Regions from separate parts of the Hordeum vulgare genome. Here region 1 is linked to region 2. Evidence: chromatin contacts called from public Hi-C data. All regions are on one chromosome and are shown on one strand. Each heading gives the region's core, a stretch centred on a gene start, on an enhancer-like site or on the middle of the called end of the contact. The rest is flanking DNA. Distances are from core to core; before and after follow the strand shown. Region 1 holds the start of LOC123402798 (ethylene receptor 4-like). Region 2 holds the start of LOC123401058 (probable amino acid permease 7).

Region 1 (5,916 bases), core at 2,399-4,898, 220 kb after region 2:
AACATAAGGGTTAGATTGGAGTTAGTTGCATCTAACCCATCCAAAAAAAACTATCCCACCAAAGAGGTGCTAACTCGGGCTAGTTCTCATGGGGTTCATTAAAAAATATTTTTCTCTCTCTTTCCCACCAGCCAAGAGATGCTAATTGAAGCTAGTTCTCATGGGGCCCATTAAAAAATCAGTTTTCTCTTTTCATAAAGTGCATCTATTGTCAATCTAACCCTTCCATCCAAACACCTATTTGGCTAGAGTTAGTTTAGGGTTAGTCATGAGCTAAAAACTAACTCTAACCACTAGCTAAGCTAGAGTATCCAAACAGGGCCGAAGTGGCTAAAATCACTAGGATGAACAACATGGCCAAAGTGGCTAAAATCACTAAGATGAACAACCGCTGGGTAAGACGCCATGGAATCGATAATAGTCCCTCCGTCCTAGAATAAATGTCTTTGATTTGCTACAACATAACACAAAATATATACATCCAATTCGCGTACCTCAGGGCTTACATTGAACATCACCTCACATCTTATGTGCTTAACATTTTTTGTGTATTATGTGTGTTGAGACACTGTGACTGTATGCATTCATTGCTTAACAAAGTACTTCCTCCGTCACGGTTTAGAAGGCGTGCATGCAAATTTTCTAGGAATATTGATTGACTGTGAAATGAGTTAAAAAATAGCATTCACACTACGCATGCATATGAAAGTAGTACAACGGAGTACTAATTAGCTGCTAGGAGTAAATGCAACGTGCCTTAATCTTTATCTATTTTGTAAACGCACGCAAGTCTAACTTGTGCCTTCTAAACCATGACGGAGGAAGTAGCTACAAATGCAGAACTCCAACCTCCAAGCCTTCCTCACAGAAATGGTTTCACAGAACTCCAACCTCCAAGCCTTCTTCACGGAAATGGTTTCACAGGTTGTAGGCGACACCATGGAGCTCATCCCGGGCCCCGGGGTTTAACATACTGTACATACTACCTCTGAATATTTTATTCGTGCTCCAGACCGGGGCATCCGGGGCGGCTAAGCCGTGCTAGTTACAAAACCTACTTGCCATCGTGATGGACTCGTGGTGCATCCCTCAGCTCACCTCAGCGTCACCTAATTCTTCTGAAGGGCTGCTGCAGCGAGCTGAGCTCCGAGCGCCGCCAGCGTGATGGGCTTCTGTATGACGCCATTTATCCCCGAGCGCTGGCACACCTCGCGGACGCGGTCGTCCACGTCGCCGACCGCGAGAGCGGCGAGCACGAGCAGCCAGCCGCCGTTCCCCAGCTCGCCGATCCGGAGCGCCACCTCGAGCACGTCCTCCATCGACGTGGTCGCGGCGTGCTTGTCGAGGTCGAGGAGCACCAGCTGGAAGCACGGCCCGGCGCTCTCCAGCAGGTGCAGGCAGTGGTCTCCCGACGGCACCGGCATCACCTGGCACCCGAGCCTCTGCAGGAGCATCCGGGTCACCTGCCGGCTCGTGCCGTCGCTGTCCGCGAGCAGGACCCTCAGGCCGTCCAAGCGAGGGACGGGCGGCGTCGACGTCCATCGGCGCGCGCCCGGCTGCTGCACCTGGAACTGCAGGACGACGGTGACGGTGCTTCCTCCGTCCGATCCCGACGAGCGCATGCTGCCGTTCATCACCTGAAGAAGAAAAACCAGAAGCAGCAGATCGAATCATTCGCCCGGACCATCATCATACTCCTTCTCATCAGTTTTGCTGCACTTTTACCTGCACGATCTTGTTGCACATGCCGAAGCTAAGCCCCATGTCGGGGCTGGCCGATCGACGGGGAGATTTCGTTTCCATCCCAGCCTGAAACTTGACGCGTACGCTGCAACCTGCAGATGGTCGCATCGGGATCCAGTCCCGGCTCTGCCTCTCCTCTTCGTCCACATTGCAACTCTCGACGGAGAACGTGAGGCGGCCCGGCGCCGCGCCATTGCGACGGCGATTTAGCAGAGTGGCCACCACGTGCAGCAGGAGATGGAACGCCCTCGTCTCGTCGCCGACCACCCACTCGGGCAGAGGCAGGGAATTCTCCGAGTGGTACGAGAATTCAACGCCGCTGCAGCCGGACATGCATCGCGCGACGGCCATGGCCTCCCTGACCAGCGCGTGGAGCCCGAACGGCACGCGGCTCCTCGTCAGCGTCCCCGCGTCGGCGTCGTTCGCCAGCGCCAGCGTGAGCGCGCTTGTCCGGGCGATGGCGTCCACGACGAGCCTCTGCTCGGGCCGCATGCCGTCGGCGGCGGCGTGCTGCAGCATGGAGAGCAGCCCGATGACGGAGTGCATCTGCCTCTGCATGGCCCCGCACATGGCGCTCTGGACGGAGTGGATGCCCGTGGTCGCCGTCGCCGCTTCGTGCTTCGCATGCAGCACGGCCCTGTGCTGATCGGCGAGCCTGTCCCGGATCGACTGCCACTCCTCGAGCACCGCCGCGTGAGAGAGTGCCACGGCGATCTGGTCGGCGACGACCTCCACGATCTCGAGGTCTTGGCTGCTCCATCGTCCCGTGTCGGCCAGAACCAGCACCAAGATGGCGTACGAGCTCGCCTCCGGTGTCTTTCCACCGTCGAAATTGGAGACCTTGAGCATGGGCATCCGTATGGCAGCCACGGCTCCCGGAGGATGCAGGCCGCCGCCGCTCGCCGCTGCAAGCGCCGATCCCGGCCGGAGCACCTTCGCGGCCACGACGGACATTACGTCGACCACGTCAGGGTCGTCGGCGGGGATAGGGGCCTGCGAGCCCAGCATGACAGCGCCCTTGTCTCTGAGGCTCAGCTTGTGTACCAGCTGGAGGACGTCGCCGGACACGGTCACCCAGACGGCACAGCTGTGGAGCGCAAGCGCGTCGGCGAGGTGTAGCATGGTAGTGTGCAGGATGGCGTGATGATCCAGCGGGGAGTCGCGGATGTGCCGGGAGAGCATGCGGACGACGCGGGAGGTGGCCTCGACGCGGCGGCGGATGAGGCCGACGTCGCGGTCGAGCTGGCGCGCCTTGGCGCGGAGCAGGGCCTCGCGGAGCTTGGCGCGGATGAGGCGCGGGATGAAGGTGAGGAGCGAGAGCGCGGTGGCCAAGGAGACGAGCGCGGCGAGGAGCTTGGCTGCGGTGGAGGCGAGGAGGAGGCCGGAGGAGTGCGGGTGGTGGTGGCCGAGGACGGCGAGCAGGTGGACGGCGCCGCCGAGCACGGCGAAGGCGGCGAGCTGGAGCAGCAGCCACTTGACGGGCGCGAGGTCGGCGCAGGAGGCGAAGTAGAGCAGCTCGAGCGGGATGGAGAGGTAGGAGGCGGCGATGAGGAAGTCGCTCACCTTCTGGCACTGCAGCATCGCGTCCGCCGCGCCGTCGCACCCGTCGCCGCATCGCGGCATCGGCGTCTGCTTCTGGCCTGCAGTCCGGCGGATCCCGGCCAGTCAATCAGCCGAACGCGCGCACGTGCGGTGCATGGGAGGGAAGGTTTTGATTCTCGAGAGTGGCGTGCGGTGGAGCAGCGGGGGGAGAAGAGAAAGGGGATTCCGGCACTCCGGCGTGGTGGTGGCGGTGCGGTGGAGTGGAGGGGATCAGAGCGGCCATGGGAAGGCGTGCATGCCGCGCTTGGCTTGACAAGTGTTGCCTCCGCGAGGGCTGCATGCTTCGCTCAGCTTGACAAGTGTCGCCGACGCTGACATGCGCCGATGCGCGGATGCACCGCTGTGACTGGAGTGTATCTTTATCTTTTCAGAGGAAACCGCTCTGACTCTGAGCAACGGACATTTTTTTTCGCAGCGAATCTCTCCCACCAAACCTATATTTCGCGCGCGGCAAGACCAGCTATCGTCTCGCCTCTGGTGAGATGCTAGCGGGCTGGTCCAATACTGTCTCTCCGTGAGCAATTATCAAGGGCTTCTTTGCAATGGTTTGGATAATTTGTACTCCTAAAAGTTTTCGTGTGGTATTATCTTTCACTTTTTTCTATATTTTTCGTAGGTTTTCTTCATTTTTTCACGTTTTTTTATTTTTATCAAAGAAATGTTTGCTTGTTTTCTAATGCATTTTTATTTTTTAATAAATATTGAACAATTTAATTTTTTCAACATCGAGTATACTTTTTACACCAATTGAAAAAAAATACAATATATGATCAGCATTTTTAAATATATGTTTGAATTTTTCAGAAACATGCAAAACGTTTTTAAAATACACGTCAAACATTTTTTAACTGAAATAAAACATATTTTAACACTACATGTACTATTTTACATTTTATAATATATTTTTATATATATCGTGAATATATCCTTGAAAGAGTTTAACATTTTTTTAATGTCACTAACATTTTTTTGAAAGATATGAAACATTTTATTATGTTTCATGAAGAATGTTTTTACATTTTAAAGAAATTTGTTTTTACATAATGTGACGAAAATATTTTTTAATGCATAATCTGTCTGATGTCACAAAACATTTCTTTAAAATTGTAAACATTTATTTATATTGTGCAAACTTTTTTAGAATGTTACACACATTTTTTCGAAACATTTGAGGATTTTAAAAGTCAGGAGTTTTTAATTCAATCGAGTTTTTAGTGAAAAGCATTATGTTTACAGTGCATGAACATTTTTTAATGTGTAATGAATGCTTTTAGAAACTTAAGAAGTTAGTCTCTGAAATATATGAAATTCAAATATTTGAATAATATGTAAAAAATATAAAAGAAAAGAAAATAATGAATGAAGCAAACCACGGGTCCCTAATGGGAATACTCACTAGAGCAGTAGAGCCTGACCTTAGGCGAGGACACACTTTATCATGCAGTATGCGAGATATAGCGGCTGTCCTATCCCTTCATCTAATTCATCCAACCCAATGTCAGAGTTTCACAAACTACATGCGGGGCCTTTCTTGTGACTACTCTATGGTCGACAACCCAACGTTGAGACTGGTGTGTGTTGTAGTATTTTGGGATTTTATAAAGCAAAGGCTTATGATCCATTTCATAAATAAAGTCAGAAATATCAAAATTAACCATACAACAACATCTAGCAAAGAGAAAAAGAAATACAAAGGTCCAAAAAAGGATCACACCGGACTAGCACCAAAAAGATAAATACTAAAGAACAAGCTCAGGAGCAGGTCAAAGAATGATCAACGGCACATGTCTCATGGTTAATGTAAGTGCATCTAGTGGCCCCATGTGTTTTGGGTGATAAATAACAAAAGTGTCAAGGGACTAGCGTGTTTGTGAACAACATAGATGAAAGTGCATGACGGTTTGGTTTAACCAGCGGGCTATGACTACTACAAATGTTGTCATGATATTGAAGAATTCGGCTTGTCGTATAAATAATTGAGGCTTAAAGAATTGTAATTCTTCGTTTGTTTATTTTATTCTTTTGTGTGTAGGACAAACTATACCCTATGTGACAGTGACCCGATCTTTCGATGAGAGTGGGGATAACTATCGATTTGGTGAATTTTGACCTTGACTATTCGGCTATATCGTACCAGACGATATGCCTCGACAATCGCTAAACCAATCTCCGATGGTGATTGACCTTGTCGCAGGCACGATCAACCCGAACAACGAGGTTTGAGTTCCTGCAAGCAACCAAAAAACCAGCAAGAACAATGGTGATTTTAATCTGAAATTGTGGATAATAAACTAAGCACACAAACTAGATGACAAGTTGGGTTTCACTATGTATCGTGGGTACAAGTCTGACAGTAGAAGTATAGGGTACGAAAGTATGGGCAGAGCCTTAGCTACGGCGAGGATGTATGAGTTCAGGCCCCTCTACGGTGGAGGTAAAAGCCCTACGTCTCAGTGCTCTTGGGAGCTTTGTGTCGAGTGGATTATAGGATTACAGCAAGTGCCAACCCTTGCACCGGTGGGGAAGGGCGGCTTATATAGAGTGTGTTGCCCTTCATAATGGCCCGGTGAA
Region 2 (5,865 bases), core at 3,023-5,522:
GACCTCGAAAGATATCAAAAGGATACCCTAAGAAAAATAAAACCGCAACAGGTATATCACATGGGTATGTTTGAGAGTAAGAGCGGGTTATACCGAATATCAAGAGAAGTAGAACTAAGTGTGTTAACAAACCCAGTTGATTTAAGAATAGTAAGCAAAAATATTGAAAATGAACTAAAATATTGTGGTTACAAATATTTCATCAAGGTATGTATATTATAGGAATTAAAGGTATGACAAGAAAGAAATTAGGAGCAAAGGTGCTTATAACTCTATTAGACCGAAGGTGGGAATCAGTAGATAAAGCAGCATTAGGATTTTTAGAAGGAGACATGAATGAAAATAGATTAATAACCTATATAGCTCCAGACCTAATGATGCGTGTAAAACAATTTATTGAAAAAATGAGTTTTGGTTTCCAAACTAAGGGATATGAAGATTTTAAAGAAACAAATTTGTTAGTAAGCATAGAATTTATAGGAAGGCTCACTAGCAGAAGTAACTCTAGATATAGAGTTAATGTGAGCGATGTAATTGATAGTATGCAATCAAAGGGTATTAAATTTATGAATCCACTTAAAATTGGTTCTGAAGAAAGAGTGGGAGAAGAGTGGAAGATTGGTGAATTAATAGAGAAAAAAGAATTAAAGCAACCTGAAAACTATATAAGTTATCAAAATTGTGAAGGAAGTAGTAGCATTAGATTTATGAACTATAAATCGACATCAATAGAAGACGCGGAATCCTTTATGTCAGAAACAGAATCTATTGATGATAATAATAAAGGTGTGACCGAATGCATGGAAAAGGCTAATTTAGATGATAAAATAATTCACTCGGAAAATAAGCTAAAGCATATAGATTGGGAATATAAAAATTCTATGACAAAAGATTGGCCTAAGATAAGAGAAAGAGAATTGTTTATATATATATATATATATATATATATATATATATATATATATATATATATATATATATATATAGAGAGAGAGAGAGAGAGAGAGAGAGAGAGAGAGAGAGAGAGAGATGAATGTGTTATGAACTATATTGTTATATTGTCTGTTTATGACGATAAAAAATACGTGGCACCTTCATTAATTTGCCGTATTGTACAACATCAATAGACGGTAAAGGTATGATGTGGTTTGCCGTCTTGTACATCATCAACAGACGGCAAAGATATGCTGTAGTTTGTCGTCTTGTACAGAATCGGTAGACGACAAATATCTGAGGTGGTTTGCCGCCTTGAACCGGCGTTCAAGACGGCAAAAAACTAGCAGTTTTGCCGTCTGTGCTATCATAAAGCTGATGGCAAAAATGACTAACATCGTTTGTTAGTTAGACCGCTCCGTCTTCTATCATTTGTTTGTCGTCTACCAACCGAGTTGAAGGCAAAATAATTTCACTAACGGCAAAAAAATTGTCGTCTGCTCACCCATACGCTGATGGCAAACCTACCCTTTGCGGGCATGATGGATGCCATCATTATTTGTTGTCATGGGCTAACGGCAAAATATTTGCCGTATGTAATTCTCTCTTTGTCGTCTGTAGCGTCCTGACGGCAAAATTCCCGATTCGTGTAGTGTATACACCCTTCCACCTACCTCTCATTCTTAGAGGAAGCACTCAGAACACACATACACTTGCCAGATCCATTTTTTTGAGAAAAAGCCACCTACTCATGTGTTGAGATCAAGATATTACAATCCTACCATTTGAAACTTGATATCTAGCCTCCCCAAATTACTTTCTACCAAATCAATCTCTCCTACGCATGCCAAATTTGCGAGAGAGTAACTAGGTGTTGAGGAGACTATCTTTTGAATCACAAGAGCAAGGAGTTCATCGTTCTACCGCATCTATTACCTTTTGGAGGGTGGTGCCTCCTAGATTGGTCAGGTGTCGCTTGGGAGCCTCCTGCTTCGTGTTGTGGAGTTGAAACAAGAAGTTTGTACGGATAAGGAGATCGCCTAATTCATGAAGATCTACCGTGAGCGAGGCTAGTCCTTCGTGGGCGTAAGCCATGATGGAATAGACAAGGCCGCTACTTCGTGGATCCCTTGTTGGTGGAGCCCTCCGTGGACTCTCACAGCCGTTACCCTTCGAGGGTTGAAGTCTCCACTAACGTGGATGTACGATAGCACCACCTATCGGAACCACGCCAAAAATCACCGTGTTCAACTTTGCGTTTGATCTTCTAAACTCTACTCATTACTACATGTGCAATGTCTTTACTTTTCGCTGCCATATATGTTGACTAGCATGTGTAGGGTGCACTAGACTTATTATAATTGCTAAAATATGCCAACCACTAAAATTGGGAAAAGGCTAGGGTTTTAATTTGGTCAAGTAGTCTATTCACCCCCTCCCCCTCTAGACACACCTTCTATCGATCCCTCAACTATGCAACCATCAGGAAGGAGAATGTCGTCCACGAGATTGGCCACTAGGACACCCCCAGAGTTAGCGGTGCGCGCATAGGATGCAAAGGCAATTGAGTATCGTAAGGAAAAAGTGATTCTGAAATTCCCTGATTGTCGTGAGTACGCATAGTTCCTCGCGCCGGAAAACATAAAGATATGCACTAGGGCTGAGGAGAAGGAGAACCTCCAGGCCGAGCAACAGTTGTTTGACCCATTAGTGATGGAGCTTGCGAGAGACGATAAACTCTTAAAGACCATCAAGATGATGCTCTTTCAGTATGCGGTGAGGAAGATCGCAGAGGAGGATCCCATAGATTGGGATAAGCTCGCGGCATGGGACGAGGAGGAGGAGGTGGTGGTGCAACTGTTGCAGCGTTGTCGTAGGTCCACCAGAGACGACCATGAGGCCGGCCCCTCTGTCCAGTAGCTTGCTAGATGGACGTAACACTAGCTATTTCGTATATGAATGAGTGGTTAACTTTATGCATGCCACTATATGTTTGAATCGTCTGTAGAATTGCTAAAATCACTAGTATATGTACTATTTTGATGTGTTAGTTATTTAGTTTAATGATTTATGCTTACTTTGGTCAAGGATATTGACGGCAGTAAATGGATGCTTCGTGTGAGAACTATGGTGCTTTGAGAAGTCAAAAGGATAGGAGGTTCGTGATCGATCTTCTAAAAGACGTCATCACTAAGATGGTATATATATGATTTAGTTCAACATGGTCTGATTAAGTTTCATATGGTACGATTGTGGTTGAAATTGTTTAACTAGTTTTTTTTAAAAAAATTCTCAGGTCATCCCTTGCGCGCAAGGCGTGACTTCTTAGAGAAGTCTCGAGTTTCGTTTGATGCAACCATCACATTCTAATGCACCCTTATGAAGATGTTGACGACCCAACGCTTCAATTATCTTGTCACCAACGAGTCAGACCGCACCTATTTCAGTTGCCCTGATTGGACAGCTATTGCAACTGCTTACGAGATGAAAGCTGGGGAGAGAGCCACGTTCTACCTTGATTACGACCATGACGAGATCATGGTCTACTACAGCCCTGCTGACAACAATGATGATGGTCCACTTACTCCAGACTATGATCCTAACGCCGCCCGCCGAAATGTTGAGTTAGCTAGCTAGTAGGCATGCATGCATGGCATTCTCATGTTGTTACCACCTCTTGTTTAGTTGAACTTGTGTACTTGTGTTAATTGACTATTTTTGAAACTTTTTTGAATAAATAGATACTATTGAAACTTAGATTCTGATATTTGCATTGTACTTAATTACCGTTCTAAAACTTTGATTATACTGTCATTTTGATTGGATCATGCTACTGTATAGATTTAGTTTAAATTTGAAAATGAAATTGCTGGCGTTGCACCGGCACGCAATGTTACTACTAATGTATATTAATGTTGGTGTTAACCACGTGGCACGCTATAAACATATAAAATACTATTGACGTAGTCTCTAACAACGGTAATATTTTTTAACAGTGACGTCATATGGATGGCATCGAGTGTTCACGTTAGCAAGATCATTTTTGCCATGCCATATCTAAGCTTTTCTGCACTAGTGCGAAGACATAGACTATCCTAACAAACATGTCCAAAACATCACAACAATAATCCAAAATGATTTGCAAAAAAATGACTAAGCAGAAAATCGACATATGATACAGTCGTATCCACCATGTACCATGAAGTTATTCTCCTCTTTTTTCTGTTTCTCAGCTTTACAAAAAGGGTTGCTTTTTTTTAGTAGACAGAGTCCACTAGATCCATTCTTCATTAAACAGCAGATGGTACTCCAGTATTCAACTGCGGTCCAGGAACTGATGCGGTGGACTGCGGATTGGGACTGCCGGAGGTGCCCGCCATCAGCACCCAACTGACGTATCATATTGTTTTGTACCGTAGTTTTCAACTACCAAACCAACCAGCACAAGGGATTAGAAATATTTCGTTTCTTCTTACTTATATATGAAGCTCATGTGCACAAGTCTCGTATGGAAGGATAGGAGGAACAGGAAACGGAAATAGAGGAAGACCATGGGAGGAGGACGAACAGGAAGAGGAAGAGGCGACCGCCAAGCAGAGCCGCTGCTCGACAAGCTCTCGGGATCCTCTTACGATTTATCCGAGGAGCATCCAGTGAAAAGAACCGGTAAGTCCCTGCATCAAGATTACAATTACATACCTTGCTTTTATACTACTAGACAGATAATTCGTCAGAAGCTACGTATATCATGAGCTTCCAAGTTCCAAACCCAGACCCATGTCTGAAACTTTTGGTTTTTATGTGTTCTTTGCGGTTTGCACCATCCATCCAGCCAGCCATATAGTTTGCTGTTCCACATGATCCATAAACTACAAAAGTGACTATCTGAATCTATATCATACATGTAAATGCCCATGAAAGAAATCTGCCATGGAATACTCAAAGCATGTAGAGGAGACACATTCATGTCATTTACACATCCGGTTCGGTGGTGCTCAGGTTTCAGCGAGAAACTAAAAGCTGCACATCACTGTCAATGATGACACCACCGTAAAAAAAACTGTCAATGATGACACTGGGTTCCACCCTGGGCCTGGCCGGCCACAACAGCGACGCGAAAGCCATTAACCACAATTCCAAAACATATCGCAACTGCTCCTCCGCGTGCCCCTCTCAGGATGACTTCACATACCTCCGCGTGAACCGTCACTTTTGCTTGCACGGCCAGACAATAGGCAGGCACGATGTCTGATTGTGTATGCGTTGCGTGCATTCCACCGACGGGGAGTTTTGATTTGCGGAGCTTCTCTGACAGGCACGGTATGGACGGCGATGGCGCACGTCATCACGGCGGTGATAGGCTCCGGCGTGCTGTCGCTAGCGTGGAGCGTGGCGCAGCTCGGCTGGGTCGGGGGGCCGGCGGCCATGGTGCTCTTCGCCGGGGTCACCGTGGTGCAGTCCTCCCTGCTCGCCGACTGCTACATCTCCCGCGACCCGGAGCGCGGCGCCGCCGTCAGGAACAGGTCTTACGTCGACGCCGTCAAGCTCTACTTAGGTGATCATGCATTCATGGCACATCATTATATATCCGGACCTTATCTTTGCAAGAAAACATTTCATCGATTCCTTACAAGAAAGCATTTCATAAATGTGCGTGCGTGTGCAGGCGAGAAGAGCCAGGTGTTGAGCGGGGTTTTCCTCGGCTTCAGCTTGTTTGGGAACAGCGTGGTGTACACTCTCACCTCGGCGGCTAGTATGAGGTAACCAATAAACTTGTGACCACATTTTTTTTTAAACTTTTTTGGGCGGGTAAACTCGTGATTACTTGGCCATTACTAGTAGGAGTATTTTGCAGGGCGATTGAGAGAGCCAACTGCTACCACAGGGAAGGCCACGGCGCGCCGTGCTGCGCCGCCGCCGGCGGCGGCGGGT

What was found. A called contact is a pair of places that touch in the nucleus more often than the background predicts.
Region 1: a contact with region 2 is called in a Hi-C map of leaf, with 10 times the contacts expected there. The contact joins the promoter of LOC123402798 here to the promoter of LOC123401058 in region 2. A contact is called at or near these places in 2 of 6 Hi-C or Micro-C datasets (leaf and seedling) and 1 of 1 datasets of contacts at active chromatin or transcription factors (embryo).

The regions. Positions count from the first base shown.
Region 1 is chr6H:483,510,387-483,516,302 of MorexV3_pseudomolecules_assembly, forward strand. It overlaps LOC123402798 (ethylene receptor 4-like), which reads right to left and starts at 3,649. Exons shown (of 2, transcript XM_045096758.1): 1 at 1,726-3,649; 2 at 840-1,637. The coding sequence starts at 3,366. The coding sequence ends at 1,110.
Region 2 is chr6H:483,292,791-483,298,655 of MorexV3_pseudomolecules_assembly, forward strand. It overlaps LOC123401058 (probable amino acid permease 7), which reads left to right and starts at 4,273. Exons shown (of 4, transcript XM_045094771.1): 1 at 4,273-4,599; 2 at 5,600-5,693; 3 at 5,789-5,865. The coding sequence starts at 4,485.